Regions from separate parts of the Sus scrofa genome. Here all the other regions are linked to region 1. The links are chromatin contacts, called in public Hi-C and HiChIP or PLAC-seq maps. All regions are on one chromosome and are shown on one strand. The core of a region is the stretch at or near the end of the contact, and the rest is flanking DNA. Distances in the headings are between cores, read along the strand shown.

The links. A called contact is a pair of places that touch in the nucleus more often than the background predicts. HiChIP or PLAC-seq counts read pairs in DNA pulled down with a chosen protein or histone mark.
Region 2: a contact with region 1 is called in an H3K27ac HiChIP or PLAC-seq map of skeletal muscle. The contact joins two enhancer-like sites. A contact is called at or near these places in 1 of 47 Hi-C or Micro-C datasets (embryonic fibroblasts) and 2 of 2 datasets of contacts at active chromatin or transcription factors (alveolar macrophages and skeletal muscle).
Region 3: a contact with region 1 is called in an H3K27ac HiChIP or PLAC-seq map of alveolar macrophages. The contact joins two enhancer-like sites. A contact is called at or near these places in 1 of 47 Hi-C or Micro-C datasets (embryonic fibroblasts) and 2 of 2 datasets of contacts at active chromatin or transcription factors (alveolar macrophages and skeletal muscle).
Region 4: an H3K27ac HiChIP or PLAC-seq map of alveolar macrophages shows a contact between it and region 1. The contact joins two enhancer-like sites. A contact is called at or near these places in 4 of 47 Hi-C or Micro-C datasets (alveolar macrophages, embryonic fibroblasts, fibroblasts and 1 more) and 1 of 2 datasets of contacts at active chromatin or transcription factors (alveolar macrophages).
Region 5: a Hi-C map of skeletal muscle shows a contact between it and region 1, with 2.9 times the contacts expected there. The contact joins two enhancer-like sites. A contact is called at or near these places in 8 of 47 Hi-C or Micro-C datasets (alveolar macrophages, embryonic fibroblasts, liver and 1 more) and 2 of 2 datasets of contacts at active chromatin or transcription factors (alveolar macrophages and skeletal muscle).

The regions. Positions count from the first base shown.
Region 1 is chr4:14,116,144-14,118,911 of Sscrofa11.1, reverse strand. No RefSeq gene overlaps it. Among named protein-coding and RNA genes, the nearest start is that of TRIB1, 180 kb to the left of the region's middle. Within about 2 kb of position 1,326, at least 27 of the 83 cell types and tissues checked have an H3K27ac peak or open chromatin away from gene starts, as enhancers often do. A contact at or near this core is called in alveolar macrophages and skeletal muscle, where this site is marked.
Region 2 is chr4:14,540,955-14,543,722 of Sscrofa11.1, reverse strand. All of the region lies in intron 3 of NSMCE2 (E3 SUMO-protein ligase NSE2), which reads left to right. Among named protein-coding and RNA genes, the nearest start is that of WASHC5, 56 kb to the left of the region's middle. Within about 2 kb of position 1,447, at least 12 of the 83 cell types and tissues checked have an H3K27ac peak or open chromatin away from gene starts, as enhancers often do. A contact at or near this core is called in alveolar macrophages and skeletal muscle, where this site is marked.
Region 3 is chr4:14,440,534-14,443,301 of Sscrofa11.1, reverse strand. The region is part of intron 4 of NSMCE2 (E3 SUMO-protein ligase NSE2); the gene reads left to right. Among named protein-coding and RNA genes, the nearest start is that of TRIB1, 140 kb to the right of the region's middle. Within about 2 kb of position 1,356, at least 37 of the 83 cell types and tissues checked have an H3K27ac peak or open chromatin away from gene starts, as enhancers often do. A contact at or near this core is called in alveolar macrophages and skeletal muscle, where this site is marked.
Region 4 is chr4:14,409,378-14,412,145 of Sscrofa11.1, reverse strand. All of the region lies in intron 4 of NSMCE2 (E3 SUMO-protein ligase NSE2), which reads left to right. Among named protein-coding and RNA genes, the nearest start is that of TRIB1, 110 kb to the right of the region's middle. Within about 2 kb of position 1,450, at least 19 of the 83 cell types and tissues checked have an H3K27ac peak or open chromatin away from gene starts, as enhancers often do. A contact at or near this core is called in alveolar macrophages, where this site is marked.
Region 5 is chr4:14,382,706-14,385,473 of Sscrofa11.1, reverse strand. The region is part of intron 4 of NSMCE2 (E3 SUMO-protein ligase NSE2); the gene reads left to right. Among named protein-coding and RNA genes, the nearest start is that of TRIB1, 86 kb to the right of the region's middle. Within about 2 kb of position 1,368, at least 11 of the 83 cell types and tissues checked have an H3K27ac peak or open chromatin away from gene starts, as enhancers often do. A contact at or near this core is called in skeletal muscle, where this site is marked.

The DNA of each region.
Region 1 (2,768 bases), core at 77-2,576:
CGACAGTGTGGACTTGCTTCTTCCTTGTACCCCCAGCGCTGCACATCCAGCGTAGCCTCCAGTCTGATTTCAGACCCCACCTGCGTCACTTGCAGAGAGGCGGTGTGTTTCCTCAAGTAGAACTAGAGACAGTGACCGCGTCTCTGTGAGGAGGATTGAACACAGAGCCAGTTTTACCCAGCGCTTCCCATTCACAAATCCCACCGGGATTTAGTGTTATCACCATCGTCATCATTAGGACAGGACTAATTCCCTCTGTTGCAGTCACTTCCATCCTAAGCCTTGCTCTTACTAGACTCTGCCCTACTGGAGTGCAGCGGCCACTGCGCTGGGTTAAAAAACAAAATTCAGGGAGTTCCCGTCATGGCTCAGTGGGTTAAGAACCTGACTAGTATCCATGAGGATTTGGGTTCCATCCTTGGCCTTGCTCAGTGGGTTAAGGATCCGGCATTGCCGTGAGCTGCTTGAGTAGGTCACAGATGTGGCTCAGATCCCATGTTGCTGTGGCTGCGGTGTAGGCCTGCAGCTGCGGCTCCAATTTGACCCCTAGCCCAGGAACTTCCATGTGCTGCAGGTGCGACACTAAAAAGAAAGAAAAAAAAGGAACGAAAAAATGGAGTTTCTGCTGTGGTGCAGTAGGTCCTACTGCAGCAGCTTGGGTCACTGCAGAGCGGCTAGTTTGATCCCTGGGCCGGGAACTTCCATATGCCATGGGTGCAGCCATAAAAAACTAAAAACAAAACCCCCCAAACTTCAACTGAGTAAATGTGAAGATCTAATTGGCTTTATTCAACAATTCATGATCCGTCCGGAAAACTCTCCCCATCCTACAAGGTTCGATTCATGCTGACTCTCCTAGGAAGCTCATCTCATTACTCTGTTACTGCACATTGCTCCTTACTTCTCAAGCACTAGCCATAGTCCTTACGAATGAAAGAGGAATGGATATTTTTTGAATACCTACTATGTGCCAGGCACTGGACTCTTCTATTTGATAACCACTGTTTAATGTTCCCAGGGCTCCAGGGGTGTCCGTATTATTTGCCTCATTTTGAAGACTAGGCTCCAAGAAGGCAAATGCCTTTGCCCAAGGTCACTGGCCAGGAAGTGGTGGAACTGGACTTAGAATCCAGGGCCTGAAGTTTTCATGGCACCGGGGAGAGGCCAACTAGGGAAGAAAGGAAATGGAATGATTCGTTTACTGCCCCAGGCATTTTCAGCAACAAGTCAGTCATTTCCCTAATTCCCAGTCTGTTGTTGGTGCAGAGACTTGGCAGTTGGAACCAAGCTGAAAAAAAAAAACAATTCTCTTTTTAACTCAGTAGCACCACCTGCAGGATCTGAGGGAACACTGCAAAAATGATCAGGGGCTACAGGGCTCCTCTCTGGGGGAAGGGTTCCAGGAGAAGGGACCTGAGACACCATCTGATACCCTTCAATCTTAAGAAGGAGCAATTTGAGATCCAGACAGGTACTGACTCAAAGTCACAATGTTAGTGATGTCAGATCTGAAGCTGTATCTCTTCTGACTCCTGGTTTAGTACCTTCCCCCACCTTCATTCTCATTCTCTCTGTCTCTTGCTCATTCTCTGTCATTCAATAAACATTAACTGAGCACTCAATACGTCTTCAGCATATTCCTTCTTGGGGGATATGAGTACTGATAACTAAAATGTGCCATTTAGGATTAATGTTTAGTTTTTGATTAATTGCCATAACAACATAACTTTGTCATTACAACCAAGACATTACTGTGTATCAGGCAGTGGGCTAAGGTGTGATCTCAGTGGGCCCTCCCAGATGAGGAAACCTAGGCTTAGAGAGGTTTGGGAATATGGTTCAGCAGTTGTGGAGCAGGGATTCAAACTCAGATCCTTCTGACTTCGGACCCAGAGATCTTAATCACTATGTTATATCTACCCTTTAAAATATCTAAGGTTATTTCACACGGGCCGGCCGGTTAGTTCAGTTGGTTACAGCATGGTGCTAATAAAGTATCTAAGGTTATTTCAAGAACAATCCACACTCTAATTAGGATGCTGCTCCTATTTAAAGTAATTGCTTACTTCCTGTCTAAGTGGGGTGCTGACTCTCCTTTCACATTCATTGCTTCTGAAATCCCTAGGAGTTTCTAGTGAGATTCTACTCCATACTAGGCACTGTGCTGGGTGCCAGGGACGCAGAAGTCACAGGAACTCACCTAGGAGCTTGTGGCCTCCTTGTAAGTGTCAGCCTTAAATCATGGCCATCCGCAAGATGTTCTGGCAGAAGTGGGACCCAACTCAGGGGGCGCCATTCACACTACAGCTGGTGGAAATTATCCCCCCTCCAAGTGGGGGCATGGCGGGCATGGTGCTGCCCGTGTGAATGACCCGGTGGGATGTGCCAGTTGGAACAAGGGACAGGAGCATGGGTGGGGGATGGGGAAGAGTCACTTCCGACTCTGCAGGGTAGGGAAGCTTCATGAAGAGTTCTGGAGCATGACTGCTGCCAGAGCTGTACAGACTTTGATTTCCTCTTCTCTTCAGCTGGGAGGTAGGGTTAAGTTTTGAGGAACTACAGCTCTGTGTTTCGACCTGCAGAACAGAAAGTGTATTTCGGTTTCTTTTTCTGCATTCACTCCCAAATTGCATTTTGGTTTAAGTTCCCAGGAAATTTGTCCTCATTCTCATTTTGGGGTAGATGAGTAGTTCCTCTCTATGGGGATGCTTGGTTGCTAAAATTGGAGCTCACCGATGGCAAGTGGCATGTCTAAAACCAGAGATCAA
Region 2 (2,768 bases), core at 198-2,697, 420 kb before region 1:
GGGAGCGCCTACGGCTTGCCAGGAGCTGTGCTTATTAGTAAAGCAGGTTATGGTGATAGTTGATTTAAGAGTCATTTCATTACTGGTATTCTGCCTCTCAAGCCATTTCACTGACAAAGGCGATATCCCTCTTGAAGTCAGACTCTTTATCATGTATTGAACAAACAGTGGTAATACTGTGCACTGCGTATTTCTGGTTCTGGGTTTATGTAATGGTTTTGAACTAAACCTGAAGTCCTGTCTTGTGGTCTTCAGGTTCCAGAAGGTGGGCACCAGCTTAGTTCAGTGAATCCTCAAATCTATTCTCAAATACATGTTTTTTTCAAATAAGAGATGATAAAAGAGTCCAACCACTGTTGTGGGGGTGGTCCTCGCAACTTTTATATAACCTTAATTCTCATAGTGAAAAAGCGTGAGCTCCCCAAAGCCAAATGACAGATAGCCTAACAGATCAGATTAGTTACAGATGTTATTATTAACGGTCAGTGGTAAGATATACACTTTCTTTGCTTCTCAATGAGCAGTCTTGTCTTAGAGTTTAGCAAAAGTAAAGCTTAAGATTCACATTATACTTTGGCATTTATTTCTCATTATACTTAATTGTCCAGTTTCACTATAGCAAACTTTAAATCTTAGAAGAATTGTCAGATTTTACCTGTATATTGTTCTTTTAGTATGTGCTGCTTCACCATGTTACCTTATTGGAAAATCCAGAGCATTTGTATTTTCTCCACTTCTACTATTTTCTTTTGTGCTGCAAGCATCTTACAGATTATCTAAGATTTGAAAGCATTTAAATCAGATTGCTGCCACATAGTTGTTTGTGGTTTTTGAAGTCAGTGTTTTATAACAACTCCTACAAAAAGCCTAGGGAGGGAGGATATTTTCCTTATTAACCTAATAGGAGCAATTAGTTGCTAGATAAGTTCACTTGTATCGTTTCTTATAAATCTCTTCACAGATACACCCTGGGAACTGTGGTTCTCACCTGATAAGCTAACCTGAACATTTAATCTGCCTTTTAAAACTAGTATGTTGAGAGTTAGAAGAGTGGAAATATGTCTCATGTAACTTGTTTGAAACTCACACAGTCTTAGATAGAATAAAAGAATGAAGTGGGTCAAAGGTATAGCTTACCTGGGCCTTGACGTTATGCACCTAGTTTAGAATGTTTTTGGCTCTCACTTCCCTGTGCTTCCTCACCCTTCACCCTTCATCAGCTGGTAAGCTTTGCCTTTAGTAAATCTTATTTTAAAGTTAGCTCACTATCTATTACTTTAAATCTCATGGGGTTAAGTTGGGAGTTACTGTCTTAGTTAGGCCGGGGTTGGGGAGTACGTCTCACTTAGAAAGCTAATAATCTCTAGTAGCTGCAGAAAGTTCCAGGGCAGAGGCTGTGATTTATTGGCTATGATCATCTGCTGACCAAATGTAAGAGTACATCGCACATTATGCGTCATCGGCAAAAGAGGAAGGAGGGGAAATTCGTTTGGGATCATTACACTGGAGGATAGAAGATTCCTGAGCATGAGAGAAATTAGTATTGTCAGTGGACTAGCAAGAAGGTGAGAGGTGACAGTGGAATTAGTGAAAAATCTCTTGGAAACAGGTGGGAAAAAACTGCAGAATCCCCTCTTTTCCACTCCCTGCTTCCAGCACTTGGCCCTCCAGCCTGAGGTGTGGTCGCTTAATACCTTTCTTGTCAGAGTTAACAAATGCTCCATATATAAGCCTTCTCATCTATAGGAATACTGCCCAGATGTGGAAATTAGCCAGGGAAAAAAAGCTGACATAGGTATTCGTTCTTCAGCTTCTTGGCCACAGAATGTGTCTCTTTCTGTGATTACTGGTAACAAATTCCTACTCCATTGCTTTAGAACTCCCTCTGCAGTTATTCCCAACTTAAGGTTGTGTTTGGTAGTATTTTTTCTAATACACAGAGTGTTAGTTCTGGATATAATATTTCGCTAATTAAGTTACCTCTATAGGGAAGCATCAGATCTGAATCTCTTAGGTTACCCACTAAGGTAGCTGTAGAACATTCTGGTCTGTGCTATATTAAGGCTGAGTATCATGGGTAGTTTATAGAAATCCGTCTTGCTATTTTGCAGGTATTAAGTGTTGGATTTTATTCAGAATTCTAAAACGTTTACACTCTACTGGGCCTTAATGTGCCTCTCATGCAGCATTTTCACAAGTTTGCTCCATAATACTAATTCATCAGGATGTGAGTAAGTATAATAGGAAAAAAAAAAGGATTTTGTGGTCAAATAAGTTTGGGGAATGCTTGATTAAAAGAATTTCCTTAAAGACTCCAAAGCCTTTAATATGCTTTTATGCCTTGTGATTCTCCAAAGGAGGGATACTTAGTAATTTCCTAAACTTATTTACAAACCTCTTTGAGGACAGGACTGGTAACTCTACACAACCCACTGGGGAAAAGGCTTCTGTAGTCTGAGTTCCTACACCTTCCAGAAGAGGCCAAGAGATGGATCCAGCAGATCTGGCAGTTAGTGGTAGAGATGCTGCGGCATCCAGGGGACAGGATGTTCCTATGCAGAAGATCAGGAAGGGCCAGACCTCTGAAAAGACCATGCATTATTTCAGCAGTGAAAAAGAGGAAGCCAAAGTTTTTAAACACATGCAGTAATTGCTTGGCTCTCAGAGTCTCTGTTTGAAACAAATAAGACCCCTGTGTGGAGTATTGACTCAGGAAGGTGGAGAGAAGGCAGTGCTTTCTCTTTTTTTTAGGGCCACACCTGGGGCAT
Region 3 (2,768 bases), core at 107-2,606, 320 kb before region 1:
AATTTCCAGTGACATCCAGTGAAGTGACATCATTTCAGCTAACTGACCAGCCAGGCCTTGTATCAGGGAGTCTTCTGTGGCAGTTCACTGGAGCTTTAACACTACACATAGCAGCAAGAAAATAATTATAGAAATGGTTTTTTTGTTTTTTTTGTTTTTTGGGTTTTTTTGTGTACATATAAAGCTGTGTGGTATAGTGGAAAGAAAACTGGCTTTGGAGCTCAGTAGACCTGGGTTGAAATCTCTCCCAAGAGGAAGCTGGATGACACCACACCAGGTTCTTTCCAGCAGCAGTGTAGGAAGGATTAGATAATGATGTATGTCAGCTGCCTGGCATGGAACCCCACAATTAGGGCTTCATAAATGGTTGCTGTTATTTTTAAGCTCATTCAGAGACAAGATGTAATGCTCTAAGGGCCTTTTGATTTTTCCGTTGAATGACTGGACCAGGTAAATTCAACTTTTGAGGAATTACAGCCTCTTACAAGAAGCCAGTGAAACATTTTGATATTGGAGTCAACTAGACACACTATCAGCCCTTGTTCACTGACAAATATGGGCAGGTAATTTCAAGAGGTCAGTCATCAGTGTGTGCCTTCCAAAACATTATAGTCATGTTACAGTAAACTTTTTATATTTGTTGCGTCACAAAGATTTATTGAAGTGATAAAAGTTATTATGGAAAACAGTGTGCGGTAACTATGGTAACAGTTATTTGATCTCACAGTAATTAGCTAAGCATTTAGTTGCACAAGACTTTCACAATGCCTTCCTGGTTAGTTCATTAAACAAAATTAGCTTTTGTTTGAACTGCCTTTCTGTAGCGTCCTAAATTTGGTTTTAGTTCAAAAGAATTGAAAAGTGGGTTTTAAAACTACCTTTCCAGCCTACAGTTTGTGAACATATTTGAAGTTGCAACTGGTTGTTATCTAATTCTTCCTACCGCAGTATGATTGTGATTCATCACTGTCCTCTGAAGTGTGCCTTTCAGGTCACTGGAGTGGGCTAGGAAGTGGGCAGAAAAGTTGGAGGCTCGTTTCTTAATTCTAGCCCTGTTTCTGGCTCCATTGGTGGATTGGAGTCAGCTGGTGCCCTTCCATGACGTAGTTTCTATACCTGTGGAATTGGGTTGCTGTATTATGTGTGAGAATTTGAGATCTCTTGAATGTGGTCATTTCTTGAGAACCTGCTGGTGCTCTGATGGCACCTGGAGCTGGTAGGTGCCCAGTTTTCTCAAGCCCTCCCCCACACCTCACCCCCCCAACCGCCCCAGGTGCCTCTTCTGCCCTGTTCAGCATAACTCATGCTGCATTCAAGTTCCTCTCCTTTTGCAAGATGGATGGGACTGCCGGTGATTCACCGACGTGGTGATGTCACTCTCCAGGGACTTGCAGAGCTCTTGAGAAGGGGCCTCTGCACCTGGGTTCAAGGAAGGTTTCCCGACCCCATGACTCCTCCCTGTTCGCCCCCAGCATCCAGGTGAAGCCTAACCCCTACGGTTTGATAGGTGGAGGAACCTGAGCGCAGTGGAAAACTTCAAGCATTCAAGATTTCACAACAGACAAATAATGAAAATGAAACCAAAAAATGTTTTAACTCATTTACTAAAACTGAGGCGGTTCCAAGATCAAGTAGCACAACAGGGTTTTTAAACATTCAGTGAAAGTTCCTAGTACTGATTTCATTTTAATTCCTGTCAATGTAGTGATTTTATTTTTAGTTCACCTACTTTTTTAAAGACACGACTAGGTTTTAAAAACTAGTTGCTAGTGTTCCCATTGTGGCTCAGTGGTCATGAACCCAACTAGGATCCATGAGGACGAGGGTTTGATCCCTGGCCTCGATCAGTGAGTTAAGGATCCCACGTTGCCGTGAGCTGTGGTGTAGGTCCCAGGTGCCGCTCAGATCTGGCATTGCTGTGGCCGTGGCGTAGGCTGGCAGCTGTAGCTCAGATTCGACCCATAGTCTGGGAACTTCCATATGCCACAGGTGTGGCCCTAAAAAGACACACAAAAAAGAATAAAATAAAAACTAGTTGCTTTCTGAATTGTGAGGCAAGTTCCTCTCCCAATTGACTGGATATCAGCTACCAGTTTTCCACTGGGCAAATGTTTTGGGGGCCAGAACATTGCCAGTTCTGGTCATGTTTATTTGCATGACTAGACTGATTTCTATAGGATAAATGAATCTTCAGTTTCACTAACTAGGGTTAGACTTCTAATGATAGGAATCTATTTGTGCTTGATTGGTCTTGACATTTTTCTGGCCAATCCGAAGAGAATGAAGATAATAATAGAATAAGTTATCCCAGGTGGCTTCAGCACCTGATCCATTTCTTTTTCCCCCTTTTCCCTATTTTTGCTTTTATCCTGTATGATTTTGATGGCTAAGCTGGAAAGGACTCTTCACTCCTCTCTTCGTTTTCACATATGCTTCAGAGAATAGTGTCTTTCATACCATTTAGGAAAAATGTGACGTCCTTTGATTCAACTCTCGTTGCAGTTGCCATGAAACTTTCCCCAGTTTCTCTCCTACCCTGTCCCCTGTTCCCTGACTCTCCTGTGTCATTTGTACCTAATTCTTAGGCATATTTAACATTGTATATTATAACTTTGGGTTAAAAACAATCTTCCTCAGGGGGCTGTGAACACCCCCAGAGGTAAACCACTCCTGTGCCTCCCTGTATCTTCCTGTGGTACCCAGCGTACAAGACTGTGCCCGCAGCCAGCCAGCCAGCCAACCCAGTGACTTGTCCTCATCTCACCTCA
Region 4 (2,768 bases), core at 201-2,700, 290 kb before region 1:
CCAACCTCCTTCCAGCTGTAGACTTGATGCTGTTCGAAGAATAAACTCATCGACTGCTTGGACTTAGTTCTGAAACCTCACTCGGTGGAGTTATAAAGAGTCTTTTGACCAAGCAACAGTGTCGTCTGCTCCCTGGAGGATGTGTCAGATCTCGTTTCCTTTTAACTGCTTACGGGTTGAAAACCATTACTGTGGTCACAGAGGTCAGACACCAGAGGCTGTGAACTGGATCCAGCCCACAGATGTGTGTGTTTGGCCCACATAGTTGTATGTACATCAGTTAGTTGCAACACACACAAATTGGGAGATTTCACATAGCAAGCCACATTTCCAATTTTTTTATTTTAAATATACCGAACCTGACAACGCTGGGTCTGCCTGAGTGAGAGGCGAGCAGCTTGTCGGCGTCTCCACTTGCCTAGTCTCCCCCCAACCCCCCGGCCCCAATGCTTTGCTCCTGCTCAATTCTAGCCCCAGAGACGTTGAAGTTTATACATTTCTTAGAGCCAGTGCCATTTTCGTTACATTATAATCCCACGTGAAAAGGGAAAATTCTTCTCCTTGCACACCATGACCCCAAAGTATCAAGATGCTAAATACTGACTCTCCGGCCTTTGCGCTCTGATTTAAGACCAAGAATCCCAAGTAGAACATCCTTTGTGTCATTTATTGAAAAATCACACAGTTGAAAATTATCCTCGCCTGATGTTTTCCCTGAGTCAGAGAGCAGTCTTTTGGCCTCTGACCTTTTTCATGGTAGCAGTTTATGCTGTTCTGGTTACTACCAGTAATACAGGCTAAACAACAACCCAAAGTTGAACCCTCTGGCTTTGTCCTTAGTCATCTACTTTTGGCTGCTGAGAGAGTTGAGGTTATAGGCTGGCTCTGGGGAAGGGAGCGTGGAGATCTAGAGGGGAAATAAAATACACATTTCACTTCCACTGAGTCCTGGGGCCACATAGCACAAAGGTAATGTGTGCAGAAGCATTTGCAAATTGCTTTTATTAGGAAGCCATTTGCCCATCTCTCTTTCTCAGCTGCGAGGCCAGACCCCTCCTGCAAGGTTCTCCAGGCCCCCCATTCAGTTGCTGAAATCTGCCCCAGCTCGAATTCTTCCTTTGTAGTAGTTCTTTATTCTGCAGATGGAAGAGGCTAGTTCTCCTACCACCTGCCAGGCACCTGAGGGCAAGTAAGGCTTGGTCACATGAGGCCCGCACGCAGCAGTCCATGAAAAAGTTGTATCATGGAAGTAGCATAGTTGGGACTGTGCGGAGGTTTAATAAGTTTGCAAAAATGCACTGGACACCGGGGGCTTTGGATAAAAAGTCATATGTGAATATTAGTCATTCATTCCATTGTCATCGGCGTTTCAGTTTACCATAGAGCTGTTTTATGAGTCTGTTCAAATTCCCATGACTCCTATTTCACATGAGGTCGTGGACTCCTCAGCTGAAAAGTTTTTAGTAGCTTCAGTAGGTCTGAAATTTCAGAGTATTGAGCAAGGCCTACACTGAGCTAGAACATGATCTAATAAGATTGGCCTCTCAAAACAAGAAGCACCAGTCCGATTGCAAGGTTTTTAAGAAGAAAATGTTAAGGCTCAGCTGTGAGAACCTCGGAAAGATAATAAAACAGGTTGCAAGCTGGTTTCTTTTTCGTTTCTACTCTGATAGGTGGGACGTCCCCCTGTTTAAGCAGAGACGACTGAAATGGAATGAGGTATGATTAAACAGAAACAATTGATGGTATCTTTCTATTGGGAAACTGTAATTGTGTAATCAGTAGGATGAAGCATCAGAAAATACTTGAAACGTTTTGCTAGAGCCCCAAAGGGTACTCAGAGAGACTCACTCCAAAATGTCCAAGTAGAGAAGATACATCATTGGTTAATGGCTCAGATTGGGAGTCAGAAGTGAGTTCCATTCCCAGCCCTCCGCTGTGAGATTTGAGGCAAGTTATTTAACCTTTTTGCTCCTCAGTGGTTTTTTTTAATCCCTAAAATGGGAATTGGAACATTATGGAGTTCTCATGGGGATTCAAAAGAGATAGTGCGTGGAGAATTCTTGGAGCAATACCTAGCATATGAGGAATACCCCGTAAATGATAGCAGTTGCTACTCAGTTAAATGGAAATTTGCAATCACTTTTTGTTTTGGATGTTCAGTATGGTTTTTGAAATAAAGGCTTATATCATAGTTTATTTCTAAGTTTTCCATAATTCTGTTCAAATCTCCCGTCTCTCTCAGCCCCTTTCCTTAGTCTTCTGTATACCTACCAGGGTCTCCTTCATCCTCTGGTAATATTTCACACTCAGCCAATCCCACTGTAATGAGTAAATGCTTAAGACCCAGTCTGAGTGGAGGTTTAGACTGACTCTGGGACTGAGTCACTGAGATGCGTTTGAGCCTTGTGGAGCTCTTGTTTGTTTCGCGTTCATTTACTGAAGATTATAATTTTTGCACCATGCCTACTGTTGAATTACAATGTAACAAATGACAAATATGCTTATGAAATGCCTTGTGTTTGTAATCACTTACAATAAAGCATTAATCAAGAATATAGTTTATGGATGAATTTATATAGACCACAAGGGGGAAAACCCATTGCTCAGGGTGATCGAATCTTCACTGTGTTACATAATTACTACAACTGAAACCTAATTGATTTTACCAAATTAATGGGAGGGATCAGAGCCACTACCTTGTAACTTGGGGGAGGATTTTTGTCCTGGGGACCCTACTGCAACGTTAGCCCTTGCGGAGGACTTGC
Region 5 (2,768 bases), core at 119-2,618, 270 kb before region 1:
AGGCTCCTGGGCAGCTTACATTTTAGGAGGTATTTTAAAAATAATGATCCTGGGGAAATATCAAGTAATATCAGAAAATCTGACTTTGAGGTACTTGTATTGGGAGTTCCCCCTGGCTCAGTGGTAACAAACCTGACTAGTATTCATGAGGATGCAAGTTCGATCCCTGGCCTCGCCCAGTGGATTAAGGATCGGGAGTTGCCGTAAGCTGTGGTGTGGGTCATAGAAGTGGCTCAGATCCCATGTTGCTGTGGCTGTGGCGTAGGCTGGAAGCTACAGCTCCGATTTGATCCCCGTGGGAACTTCCATATGCTGCAGGTGCAGCCCTAAAAAGCAAAAAAAGCAAAAAAAAAAAAAAAAGAAAAAGAAAAGAAAAAAGCCCGTATTGATTTATTTATTGTAATGATCGTAATAAGGTATTTGTACCCACTTCCGGAGTTGCTGCTCTTCAGCTGTCCGCTGAGGTTGATGGGATGTCAGGCATTGCCTTCTCTCATGTTTTTACCTTTGCTTATCCTACCTTTTACTCAGGATTCTTCCTAGCATCTGTGCCCCCTGCATCAGATTTAAAAAGCTCCCTCTGAGCTCCCATGGCCCCCTAAGCTCCCATCCACCCTGGTACTCAGCCAGCCAGGATGGAGAGTCGTGTGTTCTCTGGTCCATTTCACCCCCTGGCCTTGGCATCCCCGGACCTAGGAAGCAGCAGTAGTCAGCAGACCTTGTACCAATGAAAGTTACAGGAATCATTCCTCAGGCTCCCAAATGAGGAAGAGCAAATAGATTTTCTTGACACTCTACTTCCAATTCCCAGAAAGCCTGGGCCTCCTGCACTGTAGTCTCTTCTTACAACCTGAAGCTTTACCCTCTTAGGGCTGCAAGTGATCCCGCAGCTGTGAGGCCACCACCAGACTGTCGTCCTGAAACCCGGTTACAGTTTGAGAGCTACTGCTCTCTACGACGTTTCCCAGCTACGATTAATTGAGTTTAATTTGCCATCTTTTTTTTTTTAAATTTGCCGTCTTCCCATGAGTTCTCAAAAATAAAGTAACTGAATGCATTCTGAAAACTAAGAGACACCAGTCCTATTTTTAGCACTGCTTCGTTTCCAGTTCGCCGGCGTCTGTAAATCTGTTGTCAACTGAAGCACGTTTGACTGTACTTCATTCTCCTCACTTTGCCCGTTTCCTTCTCCTTAGCTGTTGAATCATATTTTTGGAATGAAATAGTCATAGGCTTTTTTATCATTAGCTATTTTACCATTGAATTTAGACGAGAGAACAGGATGATAAAATTAGAGGCGAGAGGCCCTCTGTGTGTGTCATCAAGTAACCTCATCTCCTTCTGGTAACAAAAATAAAATTCCCTTTAAATAATTTCGAGCTCATTCTGAACCAGCTCTGTGACGAGGAATGGCCTTCAGACGGTGTGACGATTAGGAGAAACTCATCGCTCCCTCCCAATGGGCTCCGCCAAGGTTTTCCTGTTGATTACAATTTTCCTTTTCTTAGTTTTATTGCCTCGCTCCCAATTACGATTCCAATAATTCATGTGCTAATTACCTCCCTGCAGTTTCTCTTGCTCCTGGATGTTCACCGTTTATGGGTTTTTAACCCACCTCCTCCTCCATCGGCTCCTGACTCCCCTGCTCCCTTTCCCTTCCCTGGGCCGCTGGTTGAGGTTGTCGGAGTGACTCTTTCCCAGTCACCTCATCACATTTTGCTTTTCTCTCAAGAGAATTTTGAGCCAAGGAAGAGAATTGTACTGAGAGACATTGGAGGGCTATGGCGTAGCCTTGTCCTTTTGCCGTGTTGCCCAGGGGTGAAGGGGGGGTGGCTAATTATTTGGTGCCTCTCACTATTTCTTGCACAAGCCAGAGGAGAGCCACACTCGAGGCTGGAGGTTGTGACTCTGACAGCATTGTCCTCATTAGAAGCTCAGAAAGGTAGTTATTTGAGATCTCTTTCTTTTTCTATAGCGTTTGTGAAACAAGTCCTGAGAGCCCTTTTCCTTCTCTCTTTTTCTCCTTCCTCCTTTGTTTTGTCCCTTCTTACCATCTGCCTTTTCACTTCCGCTGGTGTGGCCTTCTGAGGCTTGTCAGTGTCCGCAGACTCAACACTGCAGCGCTAGGACCGAGACCCCCACCGGCTTTGAAGATGAACAGGAGCAGCCAGTCACCCTGTTTGCCGTCTCAGAAACTGCCTCCAGGTTTCCTCACAATGTTTTCTTATTGCCTGGATGTGTGTATCAGGTCCTTGTCTCTAAAGAGGGCAAAACATCTTATCTCGTCTTCACTGTATCCCCATGGAATCGTCGAGAAGGCAGTGATAGCCCACAGGACATTTAACCCCTATCCCCCAGTGTATAGGAGAGCCGCATGGCACCTAGGTCTAGACTTGACCTGCCCACCCCCGAAGTCCATGTCTTACAGGATTCTTCTCTGGGTCTTGAGCAGAACCGCTTTTCTGCAGAAAAGCTAGGGAGTGAACAGAACAAGGACCCCTTAAGATTGGATCCCATGTATCAGCCCTGAGCCCCTACTGTGCGCCCTGCACTGCAGGTGCAGAGATGAGCAAAGGTGGTCCCTGTCCCTGAGTTGCTTACAGATGAGTCAGGGAGACAGTGGCAGAAGCAGATGCTTACGGATGATTTAAGTTGGGGTGGGGGGAGCCCCTGAGTGGGAAGGTTCCCCAGAGGAGGGCGGTGGCCTTGGTGAAGTGCTCTCCTGGGCTGCTGCTCACTTCTCTGCGCTTCTGCGCTGCCCAACCCAG